Regions from separate parts of the Drosophila melanogaster genome. Here region 2 is linked to region 1. The links are chromatin contacts, called in public Hi-C maps. All regions are on one chromosome and are shown on one strand. The core of a region is the stretch at or near the end of the contact, and the rest is flanking DNA. Distances in the headings are between cores, read along the strand shown. Region 1 holds the start of lncRNA:CR46110 (long non-coding RNA:CR46110). Region 2 holds the start of lncRNA:CR46112 (long non-coding RNA:CR46112).

What was found. Hi-C and Micro-C count contacts between places; a contact is called where the count stands out from the background.
Region 2: a Hi-C map of the Kc167 cell line shows a contact between it and region 1, with 2.1 times the contacts expected there. A contact is called at or near these places in 21 of 107 Hi-C or Micro-C datasets (the D17-c3 cell line, the Kc167 cell line, the OSC cell line and 11 more).

Annotation. Positions count from the first base shown.
Region 1 is chr3R:29,771,982-29,776,940 of dm6, reverse strand. lncRNA:CR46110 (long non-coding RNA:CR46110) reads left to right here and starts at 1,890. Exons shown (of 1, transcript NR_133481.1): 1 at 1,890-2,617. The region is part of intron 1 of kay (kayak); the gene reads right to left.
Region 2 is chr3R:30,103,863-30,108,503 of dm6, reverse strand. It overlaps lncRNA:CR46112 (long non-coding RNA:CR46112), which reads right to left and starts at 1,507. Exons shown (of 1, transcript NR_133483.1): 1 at 972-1,507. sima (similar) reads right to left here. Exons shown (of 12, transcript NM_079845.4): 8 at 3,695-4,401.

The sequences.
Region 1 (4,959 bases), core at 641-3,140:
ACCGATGATTTTAACTAATTGAAATAGCAAATCTAGCGAAAGAACACAGATCCAGAGATAAGCTAAGCCGTCTTAGTAAAGATCTGATAAAAAATGGCCAGCTCATCCTATAAATAATCTTGTTATAAAGTTTCTATTCTTACAGCTGGAGTTAGCTAGCATTCGTAAGCTATATTATTTTAAATAAAATTGTTATTATTTCGAAGAAGGAAAGCTAACACATAAAGTTGATAAGTAAAACCAATTGATCATTTCCCAGTTTTCACTGGGCACTAAGAGTTATATTTACCTTTTTTCTTATCAATTCTGGCAAGGTGCACATTGCACATTTCCCCCGAAACCCACAAATTAATCAAAGAAATCGCTTTTGGGTAACAAGTGCATTCTGCTATCTACACAATCTATTTATATGGATTTTAATCTATGAACGTGCGTGAAGCAACGCGGTTGAATTTTCGAAATCCCCGGAAATTTTCCTGGAACAATCGAAAGCCATAATAATAAAAGCAAATAAGATATAAGAAATGAGAAAACGAGTGCGAGGACAGCAAAGGCGAAATGTCGTAAAAGATTCGCCATAAAAAACGTAGGAACCGAAGACGAAATTACAACAAGACAAGAACAACAATAATTAATTGTTTATTTTGTTGTGTTTTGTTGTGATGTGTGTGCATTTATTTATTTATTTGCTGGCTAAGTGAGCACGCTGATGTCGATGGCAACAAAGGCGGCGGCCGAAGCATTGGCAATTTTATATTTATTTATTTTTAGTTGATGCGCACATTAAATTGGCAATTTCTGCTGGATATCCGATCGTGATTATAAAGCGCTAAAAAAAACGAATCTGCGGTTCTGTTCTGTACAGTTGGTGTCGCAACGAAAGGGCTTTTTTTTTAAATCAATACTAAAACGAATCAAATATAAATGTAGGCAATTATTATTGGCAGAAAGTGGTTGTGATCACCTAATAACACAATCTCTAGGATTAATCCTATCCTATACCTATAGTGATCTCATGTGATCTCCAGCTTGTGTTTTGCAATTAATTAAACCCTATTCTCTTGACCCCGAGTGTGCAAACATAAAAATCCGTAAAAAGGTTATCTCCGAGGAGAGTTCGCTGCTCGTTAGCCGATTTGCTCGTGACTTTTAATGCGTTTGCTTTTAATGCATGGAATATTTATGTAGCACGCTGCATGTTTTATGCAGCGCAATGCGAAAAAGGCAATTTGAGTTGTTCAAGTGCACAGCACCATATTCAGTATACATATAATCGCAAAATACAACCCCAAGCCCACCATCCCGATCGCCATATCCCCATCCTATCACCATACCCAACATTGCATCTCAAACATTTCGACGCGTGAGTCGCTTGACATTCTAAGTGGAATACCAGCGAGATTCGAGGGGGGATTCGAGGTATTCGGGGGGGGAAGAACGGGGGTGAGCCGCAGCATCTGAGTGCCACTTGACCTTGGCATTGGATTTAATTCTATGGCAAAATCAACTGCAGCATAATTTCGAATGTCAGCCGAATGGGAAATCGGGGTGGAAAGATATATATGTACATATATATATTTCGCTTGTCAAGTCTGGTATTAGCCGGGGGATTTGCGTGCCGAACAGAAGACAAGTCTATTTTCGCATTCAAGATTTCCCTTTGAATTCTAAAGGCAGCCGAAAGTGGCAGTCATTATTGCTAATAAAATAAAAAATATATATGTCCACCTAAGGATATAGACAGTTAGCATAGACATTTAAAAACATATCTTTGAAAATCAATAAGCTTCGTCAAAGTTAAATTTAAAATCACACCAAAATGCGGCAAATACAAATTTCAGATAGATATGCTATCCAGTATTTCATAGCTTGCCGCAGTCCCAAGTGGAATCCAATTAGAAACGGAAGCGAAAGCCTTGACCTCCGAGCGGTTTCTTGGCTTATTGGCCACAGTGCAGCAATATGAAATTGGCGATGCACGTGTTGCGAACGAGAATCAAGCAGCAATAAAGACCGCACCTACGCCACAAAAAAAGAAACAGATGCAGGGTGCAAATATCTGACAGATACAAGATACACAGGGGATGGCGATGGATGGTGAGGGGAATGTCCGAAAACCAAACGAAATAGAAACAGAGAGATAGTGGAACAATAGAAAAACAAATGCAAAGAGGGCAACCTTGGCTGCGACTACGAATCAAGTGCAACGAGGGAATGCACAATAAGCCACTCACTCGCACTCGTCGCGCTCTCCCACTCACGTCTGCCTCTCTCGCATGCGATAAAAGTATCTGTGTGAGCTGCTCGCGCTCTCTGGCTCTCTCTCTCTCTCTCTCTCTCTGCCATTTAACTGCCTTGTGCGCGTGAGAGAGCGGCACAGTGACAGCGCGAAACAACAACAAAAGTGTAAATTGAAATTCCAAAGATGTCGACAAAGTAAATACGAAATAAAAACCAAAACGAGACAGCGGCAACAATAACAATGGAAAGCTACAACAAAATGCGCACCACACAATTCGGCGAATAATCATAATAAAAAAAAAGGCAGACGAGTATACAAGGCAACAACAAAAAACAAAAAGTTCAATATATTTTTTAAACAAGTTTCCAGACCCGTATGTGTGCCGTTTTCTATATGTTTTCGCCTCACAGACAAAGTCAGCCTTAGCATTCAGACGCTTTCTGTGAGATATGTTGAGATTCATATCCAAAACCGGGGGGAGTACGGAATTATTGCGTTCTATGCAGTACCAGTTTGTACCGCCCGACCGTACCTATCCTCTTCTATCCCACTTCCTCTTTATTAATCCGAGTGAATAGCAATAAAACCAGATGGCAACGAAGCGCGAATACCCTTTCAGTGTGCGAATTCATAAGTGAATAATCATCTTATTTTCTAGATTCAACTATCTGCAAGGGAATTTCAAGGCAACCATTCGCTATTGGTAGCACAATAATTTTGGGCTTATTGGTCAAGTTTCTTTAGATTCTTTTAGCATATGACCGAGCTACCAAGGTGCATGTGACCTATAAGAAAGTAACAGTTGTAAAGTCAACCCGTTCTCCGACTGATAATACTCCCGCGTATGTAGGGTACACAAATAGAGTATCGCACTTACGATAAGATTGCGCGTCGGTGTTGCTATTTTCGTTGTCGCCGTCGATATCGCAGCGCTTAGATCGGCGGGCAGAAAGTCCAGCTCCTCCTCATCCACCGCCTGGTTCTCCTGGTCCTCTGGGTCATCCTGCACCATCTTGACCCTGTCCTCTTCCGCCGGATCTGGATCCTCGGGCTTTCTGATGGCGGGCTTTTTCGTTGTGCGCTCCACTTTGACTTTCATTGTTGCTGCTCTCCAGTTGGCGATTATAAACAAAACTTACATGTGCAGCTGGCACTCACACACACAATCAAACACCAGCACACGAGCACACACACACACACTCTCTTTTCGCCTTTTTGGCCTTTTCCAGTCAATTCTGTAGATTAAAGTCGGGCGAACCACGCCCCGCTCCACACACCGTTGTTTATCGAACTTTGAACGACTTTAGGTTGAATATTTCGTAATTATCCACGGATTTCTACCGCTCTGCGGGAAAAAAGCGTTGCTGTATTGCAGATATCACACAGTTTTTTGACGGTTTGTTGGGAATGTTCTGGCTTTGCACTTGTGAAAGTGTTAAACAATCAAGTGTAACAACAACAAGTTGGCTGGATTTCCTTTGGGGGGCGGGGAATCTTTGTCTCGCTCCAACCAACGTGGCTCGCGGCGCGCGCGAGCGGGAGAGCACTAGTGGGCGTGGGGCGTAGGGGCGGGGGAGGTTGGGTGGCACTGATGGACTGCGGCCGATTAACGGGGGTGAGAGAGAGAGACAGAGAGAGTGGCGCGAGCGAGAACGAGAGTGAGAGGGAGACGGCCGCGTGGCTTTCCGCTGCCGTTTGCTGCAGTCGCGTTTCAATAAGTTGCCTTAACAAAAAGCGAAAAATAACTGAACAACTGGCAACTGGCGACGGCAAAGACCGACCGCTCGCTCCATTCCGCTGCCTCTGCCTCTGTCTCTCCCGCTATCCACTCCTCTCTCTTTCCCACTGCAGCGAACAGACGGGTGACGTCTTGGCCATTGCCTCGCATACACACGCACACACACGCTCGCGAGCTGCGAGCGGCCCACACAGATACACGCACACAAGCGGCAAGCCTGGAAATTCAAGTTGCGTAGATGCCAGGGATGCAGAAGATATTGAAATAATCGGAACCAGTTGCCAGAGATATTTAAAGTCTTACTCTTTATAACTAGAATAGTATCATTGATAAGTTGTTGAAAGGTATGGATTAAAAGATTTTCAATATTTTGCCCACTTTTATCTAATAATACTAATTGATTATATGTTATTGTCTTAATTTAAGCTTTTATCCAATCTTTTATTTTATTACATTTTTTTGTTATTCCTTAGATATGTTAACTTCCTGCTTCATTGAATTCATTTCACATGCAACTCCCTTGACTTAATTTCGTTTTAATAATGCCAATTTGCACCTTGACTTTTTAAGTAATTCCACACTTCCGTTAGCCGTCACGGAATTTCACACATCCCAAAATATCTCCTTGACCAGCGCAAAAGCAATGAAAAACAATCGGTAGTCCGAAAAGTCCATAAAACCGCACAAAACCACATGGAAAATCCCAGCTGAGCGATTTTCGTATGCTCCGCATGATTCTCGCGGCCCTGGCGAATGTGGGTGTGAAGCGGAGACCACACAATAACTGTCAGAATGATGCGGCAAAAGGGGGAGAGCCAATGAGAGAGCGCGAGAGAGGCAACAATCTCACAGATACAGATACAAATTGGCTGTCGTGCGGTTATCGCATGCGATTTTTAATTCCGATAGATAGTGGCTCGATTTCGAGTGCGATTCACTTTCCACTCAACTCAATGTGTATGCACTCAAAGTGGCAATT
Region 2 (4,641 bases), core at 258-2,757, 330 kb before region 1:
TGCCTTTGGCTCAGCCGCTTACTTCTATCAAAGAGCCATATATAATACGGATAAATCCCAACTGCGGCAACTGCCACCAGGCAGCCATATAAGCCAGAATATAGTAAGCAGATTGCCTGGAATGGGCTCGCGCCTCCTCACCAGCCCACAAGCGGCTTAGTCAATGCATTTCACATGCAGAGAAATAATGCTTTTTAAATATAGTTCCGTTACTCAAAACTTCTAGTAAAACAACCTAATTTATGGTTGATATTTGAATGCATGGTCACACCATGTTATCTATTGCACGACACAGCGATATGGTCCCTCTAAAAATCTAGTCTATGCATCATTTTCTCTACGTGCAGAACATATTCCAATGCCATTTTTAGGAAAGCGGCAATAAAGATCTGATTAGCGGTGTGTTAGGGATTTGCACAGCTTGTAGCTGGCATCTGCTTGCTCTTGCGGTCGTTGCATTCGACACAAACAAATTAATTAACAATGCAGGCCCAAAGGTCTGACGCCCCGCATGCCCCAGCCCCTTCTTTATGGAGCCCCCAACCCGGCAGTGTGACTTGTAATTATGGCACTCGAGTGCTACTCAACGTTGGCAAAGCTTTTTGCGGAAAAAACAACAGAAATTATGGCGCACGATAATACGGCACACACAGAACTGAACAGAACCGAAAACACAGCCCATCGGGGGTCTATGTCTATCTGTATCTTTATCGGAATCGAGGAGTGCATTTTATGAGATATTTGCAAAGTGCTTCTATATATTACAGCTAATCGAATGTGTTGTTTTTCGTGAAGGTGCAAGGCCGGGAATGGCATTTAGCGGCTATCTGGCTAACTGCGCCTACACGCAAGGCTAAAGAGGACGGAGCAGCTGCGACTGTTTCTTGGCCAAGGACTGCGTACAACTGTCGAAAGGAATCTATTGAAAGGCATTTTGCTTAAAAGATATATAAACTCATTTGTCGGAGATTAATTTATGTTATTTAAAGTCTTTTAATCGCCTTTTTGATCAGTCATTCAAAGAACACAGCATTTCTTTATGTGCAACCGATGAGAGGTCGGTCGTGAGAAACTTGTGAAAGGCATCTCTGCACTTGAGCCACATTCGGTGCACTTGAGGCGTGTGTGCTGTATTCGAAGGTTTTCGAGGGAACAGGTTGCCGCATTAGCACTCACAAAAAATTCATACCGTCGGTGTATGCTCAACGCGTGACTGCGAGGAATCTTCGGGACAATTGGAGAGAACCCAGAACACAGAACCCAGAGGCCGGGAGCAAAACGTCTTCAATTTAAATAAATTTATGTCATCATCTGCAATTGAAGACGGCGACTCGTGACGTGACGTAGTTCCAAATCAAAATCGGAATATGTAAACAACGGACACGGGCACTTAAGAACTAACCCGCAGAGATCAGAAGAGAGCCACCACCAAATGGGGACAGGCAGGGCGTGATGTGATGCTGGAAAGCTTGAGCTTCGGCTATTTATTGTAGCTTTATGTAAGAGCCCGAAAATACTGACAGCTTACACAGCAGCCGCCACAGACCTGAAATCAGGCTCGGACACATCATATCAGCTGTGAACTTGAACCCGGGTGATTAGCAGCAGAGAATCCAATCCAACCATTCGACCGTCTGTTATTTTTATTCCCCATTTGTGCTTCTGGTCGTGATGGGCGCGCTTATCACGCGTGCTAATCACGATAGAAGTGCGTTGTCCATATTCCCCTTCGATCCCAAGCCCCAATTTCCAACCGCCTCCTCCTCCTACTCGCATAGCATAACTGGCCTGTATCGGCCAATTGATATTTATGGCCAAGGTGGTGCTCCCAGCCGTGTGCTATCGTTACAAATATTTGCTTTTGTAGATTGGGAGTGGATAAGAGCATAAGGTAATTACACTGGCCAGGCACTTTGTTTTTGTTTGGCAACGAGTTACTTTTGTTTGGGCAGCGAGAAGAATTCCCTCCCGATTATCTGTGCCTTGAAAACGCAAGTATCTGACGACCGGCAATCGAGGCGATCGAGTGTTACAACTGATTAGACTGACGAACGGAATATTTGAGGTGTTTGGAAAAATACCAAACAACCAAACAAACGCGGTGACAAAAATTACATAAAAACACCGGCTACTCATCATCATGATCCCCTTAAGGCAATCTGATTCGAGGCATTTCCCCTGTTTATTTACGTTCCACGAAACAAAAATAAATATAGCCGACGCGTTAGAAGAAAGTAAAGCAAAGTAGACTACATCCGAGTCTGCAGGCCCAGCAAAATGTCAACACAAACGAAAGCGAGCGCGATTAGAGGCTGCAGGTCCACTTGAAAGTGTCGAATATACACCCAACATTTCGGGGGGCCAATGGATCTGGAAAGGGGAACTCGGGCTACCCAGGCAACACAACATGCGACACAGCAGCGCTTGATCCATCGACGGACCTTGGCACACGCGCCAAAAATTCAGCTCTCCACTGCCCCTGGTTTTCACTCTTTTTTAGAGGACCCCCGCCTTCCCCCCGATGACAGGCACATCGCTTAGCATATTAATTGGCTCAAGTTAATATTCATATTTCTGTTTTTTGTCACCAGGCGGCAGAAGCTGCCAGCGAAAAAAAAAAAAAAAAAAGAAAATAAAAGAGTGGAAAAATTCACTCGATGGGCACAAAAAAACATTCGAAATACACAAATATTCGAATAGAGAAATGAAAAGAGTGGGCAAAACAATCGGTGACGTTTTTTCTGAATAATTTAATCATATGATTTCTAGTGGGAAATATTATAGAAATGTGTTTACGATCGAGAACGGTTTGTAGCCTGCTATTTTAAGAACAAATTAAACCATTAACTAAATACGCCCATAACGAAAGTAAAGTACTAACGGCAAGGGTAGAATTTTAATAAGGCCTATTATACATTGAAATCAAAAATATGCTTTGATGTAACACGCGACGTATACACAATAACCCACCATTCAGAACATTCGAATTGATTACCTAAGTTAACCCACTTTACAGTGCCATATATTGACCCATTCCATGGCGGCGATCTTCACTCTTAAAAACAAAACCAACACCAGCAAACTCTAATCTTGCAATAAACGATCCCCCACGGTTCCACATACACACAACACTGCGTATGCGTAATGCCGGCAAATTGTGACATAAGAGCCGGGCAATTGCATCGTCAACCGGCTTGCGGTTAAGTACGGATGGGAATGGGAATCGGAATCCACCCCTCCTAGTATATAGCCCTCCATATATACACCGCACCATTATATACCTTGCTGTGTGCACTTATCAGGCGAGCGAAAAACTACTCAAAAGCGGTTTGCGAATCTTTCCTGTTTTGTAGTATTTTCAACACTTATCAGCTGATTCAACCACACCTTCCCTAACAACCGAATTTAGTTATGTAGCGCAAGGTGTGTTACAGAAATCTCTATCGTTTAACTACTGACTTACTAATATAAGATATAGTGTAGCTTGATAAGAGCATACTCATAAATGATTACGTTGCCATAACTATTTATACAGTATCTAACTTAGCAGCTCTTTAATTAGGAAATGAAAACCGTAGAGTGCTCAAATGCATAGTACGTGAATTCTTGAGAGTTTGTGAAAGGTAAAAGATAGAGATCTCCGTAACATTTCCTTGTGTTTCTAGAAAGAAAGAAGAAGGAGGGTGGTACTTACTTGTCAGACCTCGTCCATCGTCGGCAAATAGCGAACAGAATCCTTTACTCATATCTTGAGCTGGTTGCTGGGGATTCTGCAGTTGGGTTTGCTGTGCGATCTGCAGCTGCTGATTGCTCGAGGAGATTATGGCTGCCGTAGCGGTGGTGGTTGGCGGCAGATTGGGCTCCACGCCGAGCGGAGTCTTCTTGCAGAGCACCGCTGTGGGCGGTGGTGTTAGGGGTGGAGCTGGACTCGGGCGGAGGACCGAAGCGGTCACCGACTTGGGACGCTTCTCCTCGGGACGCAGTCCGCTGCTACTGCCGCTGAGCAGCTGGGCAGTGATGGTGCGCGGTCCTGGCGAGTGGTTCTCCCGCTTGATGAGCAACTCCGCCTGGAGGATCTGCTTGTACGGATTGCTCTCGGGCAGCTGCTTTATCTGGTCAGCCGTTGAGGTTGCAGTTACTGGTGGGATTGTTGCAATTGTTTTGGTTTCCTCGATGGTTTTCTCTGCTTTCTCGCTCTCAAGTTGCAATGGCTTAGCTTGCAGCTCTGAGGTGTGAATAGGTGTGTTTACTGTTTCCTTGGTTTCCTGAGCGATTATTTCGGGATCGGCTGCTTTTTCGGGCTCCTTCTCGGTTTCAGCTGCTTGGTGGTGTTGTTCCTTTTGCTCACTTGCCGCCGTTTGTTGAGCAAGTGAGTATATCTCATGTTTATTCTCAAGATTACTGCAAGATGAAGAGGCACAAACGCGATTCGAATTGGGTTTAATTGAAATGCTTGTTTTCGGTAACTTATTCGCGTTGCACTCGTTTGTTACACCACGGCGAGAAAAGCGATTCGCGGGATTCGTTCGAAAGTATCTGAACAATGCAATGCGTCTCAGTATCTCAAAAGAGTATACGGCGCTCTTTTCAAGCAATCAGCTGACACAGCTGCTTGCCACTCGTTCTGGGTTAGTAAATACC